Linked DNA regions of Zea mays: region 1 is linked to region 2. Evidence: chromatin contacts called from public Hi-C data. All regions are on one chromosome and are shown on one strand. Each heading gives the region's core, a stretch centred on a gene start, on an enhancer-like site or on the middle of the called end of the contact. The rest is flanking DNA. Distances are from core to core; before and after follow the strand shown.

The links. A called contact is a pair of places that touch in the nucleus more often than the background predicts.
Region 1: a Hi-C map of ear shows a contact between it and region 2, with 1.5 times the contacts expected there. The contact joins the promoter of LOC100283607 here to the promoter of LOC100194255 in region 2. A contact is called at or near these places in 4 of 25 Hi-C or Micro-C datasets (ear, endosperm and leaf).

The regions. Positions count from the first base shown.
Region 1 is chr3:206,429,231-206,435,341 of Zm-B73-REFERENCE-NAM-5.0, forward strand. LOC100283607 (anther-specific proline-rich protein APG) reads right to left here and starts at 4,618. Exons shown (of 4, transcript NM_001156508.2): 1 at 4,162-4,618; 2 at 3,037-3,161; 3 at 2,455-2,953; 4 at 1,821-2,354. The coding sequence starts at 4,420. The coding sequence ends at 2,131. LOC103651242 (HVA22-like protein f) reads left to right here and starts at 145. Exons shown (of 5, transcript XM_020550483.3): 1 at 145-494; 2 at 632-658; 3 at 748-870; 4 at 1,231-1,477; 5 at 1,570-2,090. The coding sequence starts at 448. The coding sequence ends at 1,596.
Region 2 is chr3:206,256,508-206,263,188 of Zm-B73-REFERENCE-NAM-5.0, forward strand. It overlaps LOC100194255, which reads left to right and starts at 2,717. Exons shown (of 2, transcript NM_001139296.1): 1 at 2,717-3,347; 2 at 3,477-4,261. The coding sequence starts at 3,058. The coding sequence ends at 4,050.

The DNA.
Region 1 (6,111 bases), core at 3,368-5,867, 170 kb after region 2:
CCAGATTCACCACTCTTGGCCTTTATGGTAATCAGCTGCTGTGCAAATGATAGCTGCTGCCAGCTGGCTCCTTGATTCGCACTAAAAAAACCTGTGCAGCTTCACTGTTGGGAGCCCCCTGATCCTACGACACAGGAAAAAGGTTACTGGTGATGCACGCAGTTGCTTCAGACCTTTCCAAATTCCAACTGCTATGTTCTTACTTTCCTTGAACCAAGAGTAAAGAAGACTTTGCAAGGTATCAGCACGGATGCCTTTCTTCCCCTTCTGATCCCAATAATATTAAAATAACCATCACAGAAGTATAAATCCATCTACGCATCCTTTGTCATCTACACTGTCGCAAAACGGGAAGGAGATCAAGAACGTCAGGCCAAGCTTCTCGCAAGGAGGAGATCAAGAAACCCGGCCTAGGGCAATCCGGTCGCAAGTCGCGACGACGGAATCATGGGTGTTCTTGGCACCCTTGCTAGAAATCTGGACGCCCTTGTTGGGTAAGTGCGTGGAATGTTTATGTCTCAATACCAAGTCCTGGAAACATTTGGGTGTCCCAAAGCCTACTGGCCTTGTTCTCTTCTTTGGTTCATATGAACTCTGACCGTCTCCATAATTCTTTTCTGCACCGGATCAGGCCAGGGATCATGCTACTCTATCCTCTGTAAGTAGCAATCCACTCCTTGCTCAGACAGAATCTATCTCCACAGTAGCGTGTTTTGAGTTTTTTTTTTCGCCCCTCCAAATTAACAGCTACGCGTCCATGCGCGCCATAGAGAGCCCTTCTTCCCTGGACGATCAGCAGTGGCTCACCTACTGGGTCCTGTATTCCCTGATCGCCCTCTTCGAGCTCTCATGCTGGAAAGTCCTGCAGTGGTAAGATCCATTTCTTCTTCGAGGACATATCTGGTGCACATGTAAGATTGGTGCACATGGTGCACATATTAAATCATCACCACTTATTTTAGATCTAACGTTTCTAGTTGATCATTCAATTTGTAAATAACACCTTCCACCACTACACACCACCACGTTGGAGGGTGTTTTTAGCAAAATATACCAAACAACTAGAGACGTTAGATCTAAAATAAGTGGTGATGATTTAATATGTGCACCATGTGCACCAATCTTCCATGTGCATTAGATATGTTCTCTTCTTCTTCCGGTAGACACGCCCGCGCGCTGGCAGAGCGAGCCCCCAAGAATTCATCGGCCGTTTTTTTTTTTACTTGTCAGGTTTCCGCCGTGGCCGTACATGAAGCTGCTGTTCTGCTGCTGGCTGGTGCTGCCCATCTTCAACGGCGCGGCCTACATCTACGAGGCGCACGTCCGGCGCTACTTCAAGATCGGCAGCTACGTGAGCCCCAGCTACAGCGAGCGCCACCGCCGGGTGCTGCAGATGACGAGCCTTGACGCGCGCAGGTCCGTCGAGCGCTTCATCGACACGCACGGGCCCGACGCGCTCGACAGGATCATCCGAGCTGTGAGTTCTTTCTTCTTCGTCGTCTTAGCTACGCGCCTTGTTTTTTTTTTTTTTGGGTTTCCCTGACGGAGAAGCATTTGAAACTGGTGCAGGCTGAACAGGAAGCCAAGAGGGCATAGCAGCTTAGCGTGCGCTGTGACTTAAGGGATTCAGTCCATAGGGCTTCAGAATTCAGATGGGGTGAAGGCGAAGCAATGCGAATGGATAACCGAAGCAGCCTGATGCCTGGCTCGTGTGATTACTTTGTGCAGTGCAGACATGGTACGCGTGCGTGTTTGTTTGATCATTACGTCTGGCCTTGCCAACACTTCAAGAAAAGAATCAAAAGATGGCATGGGGCCATGAGAGAGAGAGCATGGTTTGAATGAAGCTGCAAATCTGGTGGTGTACTTGTGGAATCTTTCGCGGAATTCAGGTGTGCATGAGAATTGAAAACGAAAAAAAAAGTGATTCGATCGGATATTTTCTAAGTACCCGATGCAAATGTATGAAAGCATGAAAAATTACAGATAAGGCGCGAGCTTGTACACAGGAAAGAATTGCACGGCTACCTCCTCTTGGAGCCCTGTTTAATATTGCAGCCTTTGCGCAGTGGTGGGTGGATTATATCATATATTTTTATGTTTATATTTATGGAGGGATGAGAATCAGAATCAGATGGAGGCGAGCGTGCTGATGTCCATCGGGTAGACGTCGTTGGGCGACTCGGCGCGGTAGGACCGGCGGCCGACGATGATGTTGGCCGCCTCCGACGGGTGGAAGGCGTCCCAGAAGATGTGCTGGTCCCTGTTGGCGCACGGCGCCTGGTACGGCAGGCACGTCACCTGCCCGTTGTTCCTGCCCACCCCGCAGCACCCGGCGTTGGTCACCGTGAACCCTGCATGCGCACGCGCGCCACGTAGGATCAGATGAAGGCGATCGATCGTTCGTCGTCGTCGTCCGATCCAGTTATAGACCATCATATCGCTACTACCTACCGTAGGAGGCGGCGTTGGCGAGGATGTCGTCGAAGATGTTGTATGCGTTGATGAAGGTGAAGTGCGCGCCTGGGAGCGCGTTGAACTCGTCGACGAGGCCGACGAGGCGGCGGTTGAACATCTGGATGGCGTCGTCGATGCGGTCGACGCAGGTGACGCCGTCGGCGCTGTAGCGGGCCAGCTCGTTGGGGCTGCACCCGACCTGGCCGACCCCGATCATCACCACCTTGCGCGCGCCGTAGTTGTACAGCACCCGCAGGTGGCGGCGGTAGTCGGCGATGAGCGAGTCGGCGAACTGCTCCGGGGTGTACCGGCTGCCCGTGTTGTAGAAGGCCGGCATGAAGTAGTTGTTGAGGTAGTCGTTGCTGCCCATGCCCACGCTGAAGATGCACCGGCTCAGGTGGTCCGACGCCGTGTCCTGGTCGCCCAGGATGCTCACCAGCGTCTGCACCGCCGTCTGGTAGTTCTGCACCTGCCCCGCGAACGGGATCCGCCCGCCCTGCATTCATTCGGTAGCATCGTCTGGCTATAGCTCAGCTCGTAGTGTTGGCAGTGATATGGTATGGATATGTGTATACATACCAGCTGCTGGCCGGTCTCGGCGCGGATGCCGGCGGCGGCGGAGGCGAAGTTGGCGCCGCCCAGGAGCTGGTCCGCGCTCGTTGCGGCGAACGGCGGGATGAAGTTGTCGAAACCCAGAAGTTGAGCTGTTGTGCAAATTGCGCACGGTGAGAAAACTAAACACGTACGCGCACCTGTCGTCCTGGTCGATCGAATTGAAGTTGTCGAAACACGTACGTCGTCTGCTTATTATTCAGGCACGAGTGGCTCGTGCAGGGTTTTCTAATAGTAGCAAGCATAACTGAACGTATAGTAGGCGGTGGTGTGCTCATGCATGGGAGTAGAGATGGCAATGGGTACCCGCGACCCGATACCCGATGGGTATTTACTCCATTAGGGTATGTATGTGGGCTAAATATTCTACCCGTGGGTCTGTTATTGGGCAAAAATCTTCACCCAATGGGTAAACGGGTATTATAACGTTCCACCTTCACCCATACCCGTTAACCCGTGGGTATAAAATACCCAATATAAACTTAGCCCAAGCATGAACTTAGACTTTAGTCATCCATCTTTTTTACTATTTAATAATCTTTTAGGTCATTATGTCATAGAAGGCTTAACGACAATTTAATGACCATGTAATGGAACATGTAATTCACCCAATGTGTGTTGAATGGATGGTTAAATGATGCTAGAAATTTTGTAATGGTATTTAGATGGATATACTTGATATTTGTATAATATAATATTTTGATAGATGTTTAATTTTTGTGGGTACGGGTGACCCGATGTGTGACCCATACCCACGTGGGTATGGGTATGGGGGTAAATCCATACCCACCAGTGTATATGGGTGACCCGGTGGGGTTATTTTTTTGTCGTGGGTATGGGTATGGGGTAGTAATACCCGGTGGGTATTTACCCATTGCCATCTCTACATGGGAGTGGATCTCTCCATGCATGTCACCATCTCTATCCTGGCTCCTGTACAGATCTACCTGCGTACGTGTCTCTATCCACCGACGCGCGTACGTACGTAACGTACTACGTATTAATAAATCCCAGGTCGGTCTACCTGCTCGATCGAGCTCGACCACGCATGCACACCGCCGCCGGCCTAGCAGCTGGCTATTAGCTGCTTACCGATGACATCGACGGTGGTGAGTCCGTTGGTGAAGCGCCCCGACGGGCCGGCGGCGAAGTCGATGCCGTAGGGCGGGTAGTTGGCGCGCGCCAGCGACACGATGTAGTTGTTGTTGCCGTTGTCCACCAGCGAGTCGCCGAAGATGAAGTAGCACGGCACCTGCGGGTCGCACCGCGCCACCGCCGCCAGCAGCGCCCAGCTCACGGCCGCCACCAGCAGGCACAGGCACAGCCGCCGCCTTTGCCTCGCCTCCTCCATGGCGCGCACGCGCGGGCCGGCGCCAATGCTGTCTGGCTAGCGACTGCTGCGAGCGAGCGAGCGTGCTGGCCGACTTGCTAGCTACTAGTAGCTACTACTACCTGCTCTCGTGGACGGGAACTTAAGCAGAAAAGGAGAGAGAGGGAAAAAGAGATATCGGCGGACCAATGGCGGGCGGCCAACGTCTGCTCCGTCCCTGCGAGTCACGCGGCAGTATATATAGGCAGCAGGAGCAGGGCGAGGACGGCGGCAGCGCGGTGGTGCAGTGTGCAGGGAATCCAGGGATGGAGGAGCTAGCGTAGCGAGTGCACGCACAGTCGCCGCCTGCACTGCACATAAGTGGCATGCAGCGCAGTGTCCAGCCGGCGTGGGCCGGGCGCGCGCTCCACACCGATCGAGCTCAAGTTGGAAGCGGAAGCTCTGGGAGCCGCCGCGCATTCAATTGCGGAAACGTGGCCATGTCGTTCCGCTGCCAGTGGATGTGCGCTCCCTCATCAGTCATCCCTGCTGCATGCCCTGGTCCGAGCCGAGGGACCCGATTACCGACGACGGTGGCGGAACTCAACTTTACTACCGGCCGGCCGGGGTTAGAACTTAGACGTACGGATCTAGTCACTTCATTGAATTCCCCAGGCCAGGCCAGGCCAGGACACGGCCACGTACGCCCAATGCAAGGCTGATGATCCCAGTGAAAGACACACAAGTATACCACGCAAAAGAAACAAAAAGGCTTTCTACCGACAGAAAGCAGCGCAGCGCATCTCGGGCGATGTACCACGCAACGCAAGTGCGTCGAGAGAGGCACGGCGAGGGTATCTCCATTAATGTCGGTAGGAGGAAGGAGGTACTAACGACGTCAGAAGAGAGCTCAAGCTCCTTCAAGCCGAAACGCCGACGGTACAGCAGCCCCACCCCTCTCCGAAAAGAAAAGAAAAAAAAAGAACCATTTTTTCTGTGCCCGACGCAGCCTGGCCCCGGCCCCACCTGATCCAGTGAGCTGGCCGGCATTCCGCGCCGCCCAGAGCGAGCTCCAGCCTCCAGCCTACAGGCGCACATGACGCGCGGGCGCGGGGGGAACCTGCCGCGGCGGCGCTTTACTCCTCCCAACCGCGGGGGCCACCCGCGCACGTCCCAGCCCTAACCCTCTCGCTGAGTTGCTGTGCACGCGCACGCACTCTACAGCATTCTGACTAACTAAACAACAGACGCCCTTGCCCTTCCCTTCCTAGCGAGCATGGCGACACGGCCATTTCGGTGATCCAAGGACGCGTGTTTAAACGCCTATAGTCGTGAGAACAAGGAGGAGGGCTGCGAACTCGCAAGGAAGGTTCACCGGGCGTCGGGCGATCTGCGTGCGCGCCTAGCTAGGCGCGCAGCCAGCCAGGTGTGCATGCATGATTCGGTTTGGGTCACGGAATTTACGACCGCGCGTGCCAGGCTCTTCCAGTCCACGGGCAAAAATCAGAGCGCATTCCGCCGGCCTAGCTGCCGCTGGTCCATGCCAGCCTCGGCGACGTCTGGTAGCATCGACTTCTCAGAATACGAGCACAATCCATGTACTGCGTATATATAGGTAGGGTATTGGGAGACACCAGGACTACACCGTAGATACTACGTCCTGATTTTTTTTCCCTTCAATAAATAAAACGCTACATCCTGCTGCTACCGCAGCATTATGGAAGTCATGCTGT
Region 2 (6,681 bases), core at 1,467-3,966:
CTCCCCAGCAGCACGGGAGCCCAGAAGGTGGAGACGACCTTGGAGGAGTCCACCGAGCTTTGGATCTTGCTGGCCTGCGGGAGCGACGACGTGGACCACCGCACGGCGGAGGCGTGGGCTTGGATGGCTTGGACACAGTGTTCTCCTTGTCAACGACGGTGGAGGTGGTGCGGCTTGGGTGCGGTGTTCTCCTTCACGGCAATGGCGGAGGTGGTGCCCGTAGGCTGCCGTGGACGAGCACGGGGCTGGTCCTGCGTCAGGGAGCCCTCGTCCTTCCTCGGCGATTGGGGCAAGGTAGAGGAGGAGGTGGTGATTTGTGTGTCGAGAGACGAGCGAGGGATGCTCGTGGAGGGAAGGATCCAATCGGGGGTGCCGATGACGGAGGCAAAAGGCATGGCGCGCGTCGTGCGGGGGCAAAGGCCTGGTCGCGCTTGGCTGATCTCCGAGGCAAAGGGTGGGTCACGCTGCGCAGAGGCGGAGGCCTAGGTGTGAACTGCGTGCGGAAGGGTGCGGCGAAGGATTCGAAGGCGGACTAACGATGGAGTTGAGGAGATGTGGAGCAGTGGAGGGGGAGTGGGTGCTGCATGCGTGACATAGCGGTGGGCGAGGAAGGAGTTGAACGACATGAGGTCCATCTGTCAGATCGGAGGTGAGCAGAACCTGTGGCAGAACACGGTGCACGCGGTCTACATTAGAGTCTTATATAGTAGTAGTGATTTGTGTTTACAGCATACTGAATTTTGGCAGCGATTCCCAAATTGGCATAGTTGGATAGTCGGAAAGCTACAAAGATTAACATATGTATTTATCCCCATCCCTTTGCACTAAGTAAAACCTAATTTGATATACAATACACAAACAAACTTGAATGGGGTCTCTAGCTAGTCTGTGTACCACGATTAATTGAAATCATCCATATGGTCAGCACTTGGGTAGCAATCAGCGAACAACAATTTTGCCAGTGTCCATGTCGTGAAGAAAGGAGTGGAAAGTGGAAACACACATGCTCATCGAAAGGAAGGAAGGAAGGAAGGAAGAAAGAAAACAGACAGCCCAACATTGTAGTGAATACATACAGCCTGCTAGCGATAGAACAGGACTGAAGTGTGTAATGTGTTCATTCTATAGATCTACCAAAGCTCACAGCAGTTGATAGGGCGAAGCAATTAATAGCTCAGACTTGAAACTAGGACACCGTTGCCCGTTTTTGACGTCCTCACCTGGAGGGCTTGAGCGGTTGAGAGCGTATGATGGTATCCATACGTCCAGACTGCATGCGCTGATGGTATCCATACAGTGATACAGACATTCATGCTGCATTCATCAGGTTAACATACGCCACAATGACCATTTTCCGTTTCCCTTTTTCTATTTCGAAACACCAGCTGTTCCCGCGTGTTCCCATAGAGGGTAGGATAGGAGAAGAGTTGAGCAGGCCATGAAGTCGCGCTACGTATACACCCTCTCTTCCGATCCCCAGCCCAGATAAACTAACCGGTGGTTGAGCTCTTCGTCAAACGGGGATGGAGTTTTTATATGGGAGCAGAGGTACGTAGCGCGGTGTGCGAGAGCCGAGAGGAGGAGGATGCAGAGCTGGTGTGACGCCGGCCGCTCGCTAGCTGCCACCTCATGATTGGAGGCCCTGGATCGGTTGAACAAGTCACCAGAGAACTCAACTCTCAGCAGCCGCGCGAGAAGGATTGCGATGCCATAGCTGAACCCCCAATTGAATAATAATCGCGTGAGAGCACGATCGAAGGAGTCGCCAATGCAAAAGAAGAAGAAAAAACTATGGCTTCGTGTTGCGGTGGATGTATGGAACGCGTGATGTCTATTTCCATCCAAAGAATCTGCGGTTGGATTATTGGATCTGTGTCGAACACACCAAGCCGCTGCTAAGCAATATATATGACAGCGTCAAAAGGTTAATTTGACCCAGGCCAGGATATCATATCATAACATATCATATCTAGAATAGAAACTAGACTCACTCTACTAGAAGAAGAAGAAGAAGCAATGTAAAATTCTGAAGCTGGTAGCGACGTATATCGTTGATTCTTCACCAAGCAACCGAATACGACGACAAGTCACGACCTGAATTACCACGGCCTTTACTCCTGTCTCCTAGCCTGACGTGTCTGCCGAAATATCCGACGCCTCTAGCTAGATTCTTTTTTATCGGAGTAGGCGCGGGCAGAAGAATTCCGCCCGGCGCGCGTGTGCAGCTGTCAACGTTTAACCCCTCGATAGAAACGCGCGTGGGATGGATGGGGATCTGCCGGGCGGGCTCCGCCGTAGTCCGGGACGAGCGGCCACTGCACTGCCATGCACGCACGTCGCAGTTCCAGGGCACTGTTGCCGCGCGTGGGCATGACGGCGAACCGAGCTCTGCTGCTGGTTTGGTTCTCGACTCCAACCGAAACCACGCACCAACCACTCCAATGCATGATGATATGCGTACGTTAATAATTAATGCATATGCTACTTCTCATCTAATTCCCGAATCCCGAACGAACGATGACAGATGAGGGGACGACGACGATCCATCATCAAAGGCATGGATGGATGGATGGACATGGCGATAGTTGGGGAGACGTCGCCGTCGCACGCTCGTCCTCGTCTTCTCAAGAGAGCAGCTTGTCTGGCTGTCTCTCCTCTCCTCTTTGTTTAAGTTCGTCCCCCGCGCGCGGTCTCCACGCCTTGCTCAGCCTCAGCCCTCAGGCCTCAGCCAGCGTGCGCGCCCACAACCCCTCACGTCGTCCCCGCCAATCACACCGCACGAACCGAGGACGACGGGACACCACCGTCACCGCGACGTAGTAGTAGTACTACATGCATAGCATAGCCTCGTGGAGTCGTGGTAGTAGTAGTTTAGTTTTGCTCGCTTCCACACCGCACCGCCGTTCCCTTTTTTATATCCCGCGGATGCGCCTGCCTCTGCCTCGGGGTCGGGGGGGCAGCTGGTGACATCGGATTCGGATCAGGCCGAGAAGATCGAACTGCTCCGATCCGGCGCTTAATTTCTCTCTCTCTCTCTCGGGCTAGCTGCCCGGGCAAATGGACGCCGAGTGGAGCGGCGACGAGAGCAAGGCTGGCGCTGCGGGCGGAGTTTCGTCGGCTGATTGCCCAAGTTCGCCACCGCCGGTGTCGCCGGCGCCACCGTCCACGTCGCCAGCTGCTACCGGTGCCGGGAGGAGGCGGTCGGCGAACAAGCGGGTGGTCACCGTGCCGCTGGCGGACGTCAGTGGCCCACGGCCCAAGGGCGTCGGCGAGGGCAACACGCCGACGGACGCGTGGGCGTGGCGCAAGTACGGCCAGAAGCCCATCAAGGGCTCGCCTTTTCCGAGGTACACACGGGCCACGGCACGACGTAGAAGTCTAGTAGTAGAAGCAATCACTCATGCATCCATCCATGGACTGCCCCTAGTTCTCTTGTAGACTTTTGCTGATCTGGGTTTCGGTTTCGGCGTGCCCAGGGCTTACTACAGGTGCAGCAGCTCCAAGGGGTGCCCGGCCAGGAAGCAGGTGGAGCGGAGCAGGGCGGAGCCGGACAAGGTGATCGTCACGTACTCGTTCGAGCACAGCCACTCGGAGGCCATGGCGGCGGCGAGGGCGCAGAACCGCCAGGCCCCGAAGCCAAAGCCGGCCCAGCCACAGCCAGTCCCGCCGGAGTCCCCGTCATCCGGCAGCCACGACGTCGCTGCCGCTGCCACGGTCGTCTGCGCGCCTGCTGCGGCCGAGACCGAGGCCGGCGCGGCGGCCGTCGAGGTGCACGACGAGTTCAGGTGGCTCTACGACGGCGTGTCCGTCACCTCCTCGGCGTCCCCACCGGACGTCGAGGCGGCGGACGAGATGCTGTACGGGGCGATGTTCTTCGGCGCCCCGCCCGCGCCCCTCCCCGACGAGTTCGGCGACGTCGGCGGGCTGTTCGACGGAGAAGGGGGCGAGGAGGACGCCATGTTCGCGGGTCTCGGCGAGCTGCCCGAGTGCGCCATGGTGTTCCGGCGGCACGCCGGCGACGGGATTTCGGTGGCAGGCCGGGTGAAGTGAAGTGAATCCTGAATTGAAGGTCCTGACATGTGGGCCGGGGCAGGCCGGACTCCAATAAAAACCAGATAAACTCATGTAGAGCTCCTTGATCTATCTACTTTTGGCTTTTCTTCCGTTCCTCTTGTCATCACCTAGCTTTTCTTCTTTCATCCTTCTCTGATTGGTTGTTTATACACAAACACAGACACGGTAGCAGATAGAAAAACTTGGCATTTTTGCGTTTGCACAGAGTTGATTCGGTGGACATCAGGGGTGGGTTTGAGAAGGACACGCGGATTTTTTTTTTCTCTCAATGGTTTGGTTCAATCATTTTGTATTCCGCGCAAAGATTGGTACGTTCAACACGAGAGCTATGGAGAATTGAATAGTGTTTCAATCAATTCAAACCAACGTTGCCTAGCTGGCTAGCTAGGCCACTGCCGTGTCCTCGAACAGAATAGGGTTTTCTAAGGCATCTTCTCACAATATATATCAAAGTTGACATGTCATACAAAATTATATAAGATATAACTATCTCAATACATGGTATCATAGATTACTTTATATCCTCTATAGAATATTAAATACTAGTATATGTGAGAGTATAAGATGTGGGCCACTTGAATGGTTAAAGTTTCAATGCATATGATCTCGTGCTTAAGTGGTACTCCCTCAGTCCACATGAGTTTGTCGTTCCAGATTTATTCTAAGTCAACCACTATCAACTTTGACCAATTATACCAAATACTTTATAAAATTTTACAACATAAAAGTAAAATTACTAAATTCATCATGACTTGAACTATCATAATATGTAATTCTTTTACTTTAAAATAATTTAATCTTATATATATTATTGGTCAAAGTTTAAATAGTTTCATTTAAGACAAACCTAGAAAGACAAACTCATGTGGATGGAGGAAGTATCTCCCTTAAAATACAACCTTCTTCTCTTTTCTCTTAACTCTCTTGCCACATCATCGAAAATGCTTATGTGGCAATGTATTAAATGTGTATGATACTATGAATTGGGAATAGCATACCAATATTGTACTAACTTTTATGAATTTAGATATTTTCGTCTTTAATTCAATACATAAATATATGCGCACATATAAAATATTAGCTATTAGACTATTCTCAACTCATTATTTCTTGTCACAATATCCAAAGTTGTCATCTCATATGTTACTAGAGAAGATATAGTTGTCCCAATATATAGTATCATGTTATTTTGTAGTCCCCATAAGGTAATTAAACGCTAGATGCGTATAAGAGTATGAATTATGGGTCAGTTATATGATTCAGGTTACAATACCTATGATCTTGTGCTTAAGTCATATCCCCCTCAAGATACTGCTTTATTGTTTTTCTCTTTAGTCACATGTCACATCAACTTCTATTCTACATGGCACATATTAAATGAGTATGGCACAATAACCTTACCAGTACAAAGTTCCACTACATTGTTTCTAAAAATGCCGCATCTCCTTTTGTTTATGAAATTGTGCATCCTAAGTTTCATCTAAGAGTAAGTATAATAAATTGATGCAGGTGGGCTGAAAGAGATTCCATATCAGATTCATAGTGATGTGGAAGAAACAGAAATGGAGAGATAATGGAAGTGTGTTGCTCATAGTAGCCAACTGAAAGTGGGCAGCTCACGAACTACAAGACAATTTATAATAGAAAGAGTGAGCCAAGTATTAAATGTACAACTTATATCATCGGAGCGTGAGTATATGACTAGACTTTTAATTGGCTATATGTGACATGACAATTGAAAGTCGCTTAGAGGGGGGTGAATAGGCGAAACCTGAAATTTATGAACTTTAAACACGCATTAAGGCCAGGGTTAGCTTTAGAATTAAATCAGAGTTCGAAAGATAGTTCTCCGTGCTTAGAGTTGCTCAATCAATGCGGATAACGTTTGGGAGCAAACTAAAACAACATTAGCAAGGGAACCTTTAGAGAGAGGAAGGAAGGAAGGAAAAACAAATCGAGTGAAGATCAACAAGTGAACACGGTGATTTGTTTACTGAGGTTCAGTTCTAAAGAACCTAGTCCCCATTGAGGAGGCCACAAAGGCCGGGTCTATTGCAACCCTTTCCCTCTCTCAATCGACCACTCACACTGGTCGAGGCTTCTCCTTAATCACTTGGGTCACTAAGACCCCGCAAGGATCACCACACACTTAGGTGTCTCTTGCTAGCTTTACAAAGCACTTATGAGAATAAGAGTAGAGAAGGAGAGAGCAATTCAAGCAACAAGAGCAACAAAAGAACGCAAAACACCCTCTCTCAAGTCACTAAGTAATTGAGTTGATTTTGAGGCTTGGAGGGGATTTGATCTTTGGGATGTGTCTTGGAGTGAATGCTATTTCTCTTGTATTGAATGTGAACTTCAGAAAACTTGGATGACTTGAATGGAGGTGGTTGAGGGATATTTATAGCCTCCAACCACTTCCTAGTCGTTGGCTGAGTTTGTTGTCGATGGGCACACCGGACGGTCCAGTGGTACACCGGACAGCGCACTGTTCACTGTTCGGTGCGTGCCACGTCAGCACGCCATTGGGGTTTGGAGCGGTTGACCGTTGGAACCCTTTGTCCTACAGCTGCACCGGATAGTCCGGTGCTAGACTTCTCTGCTCTG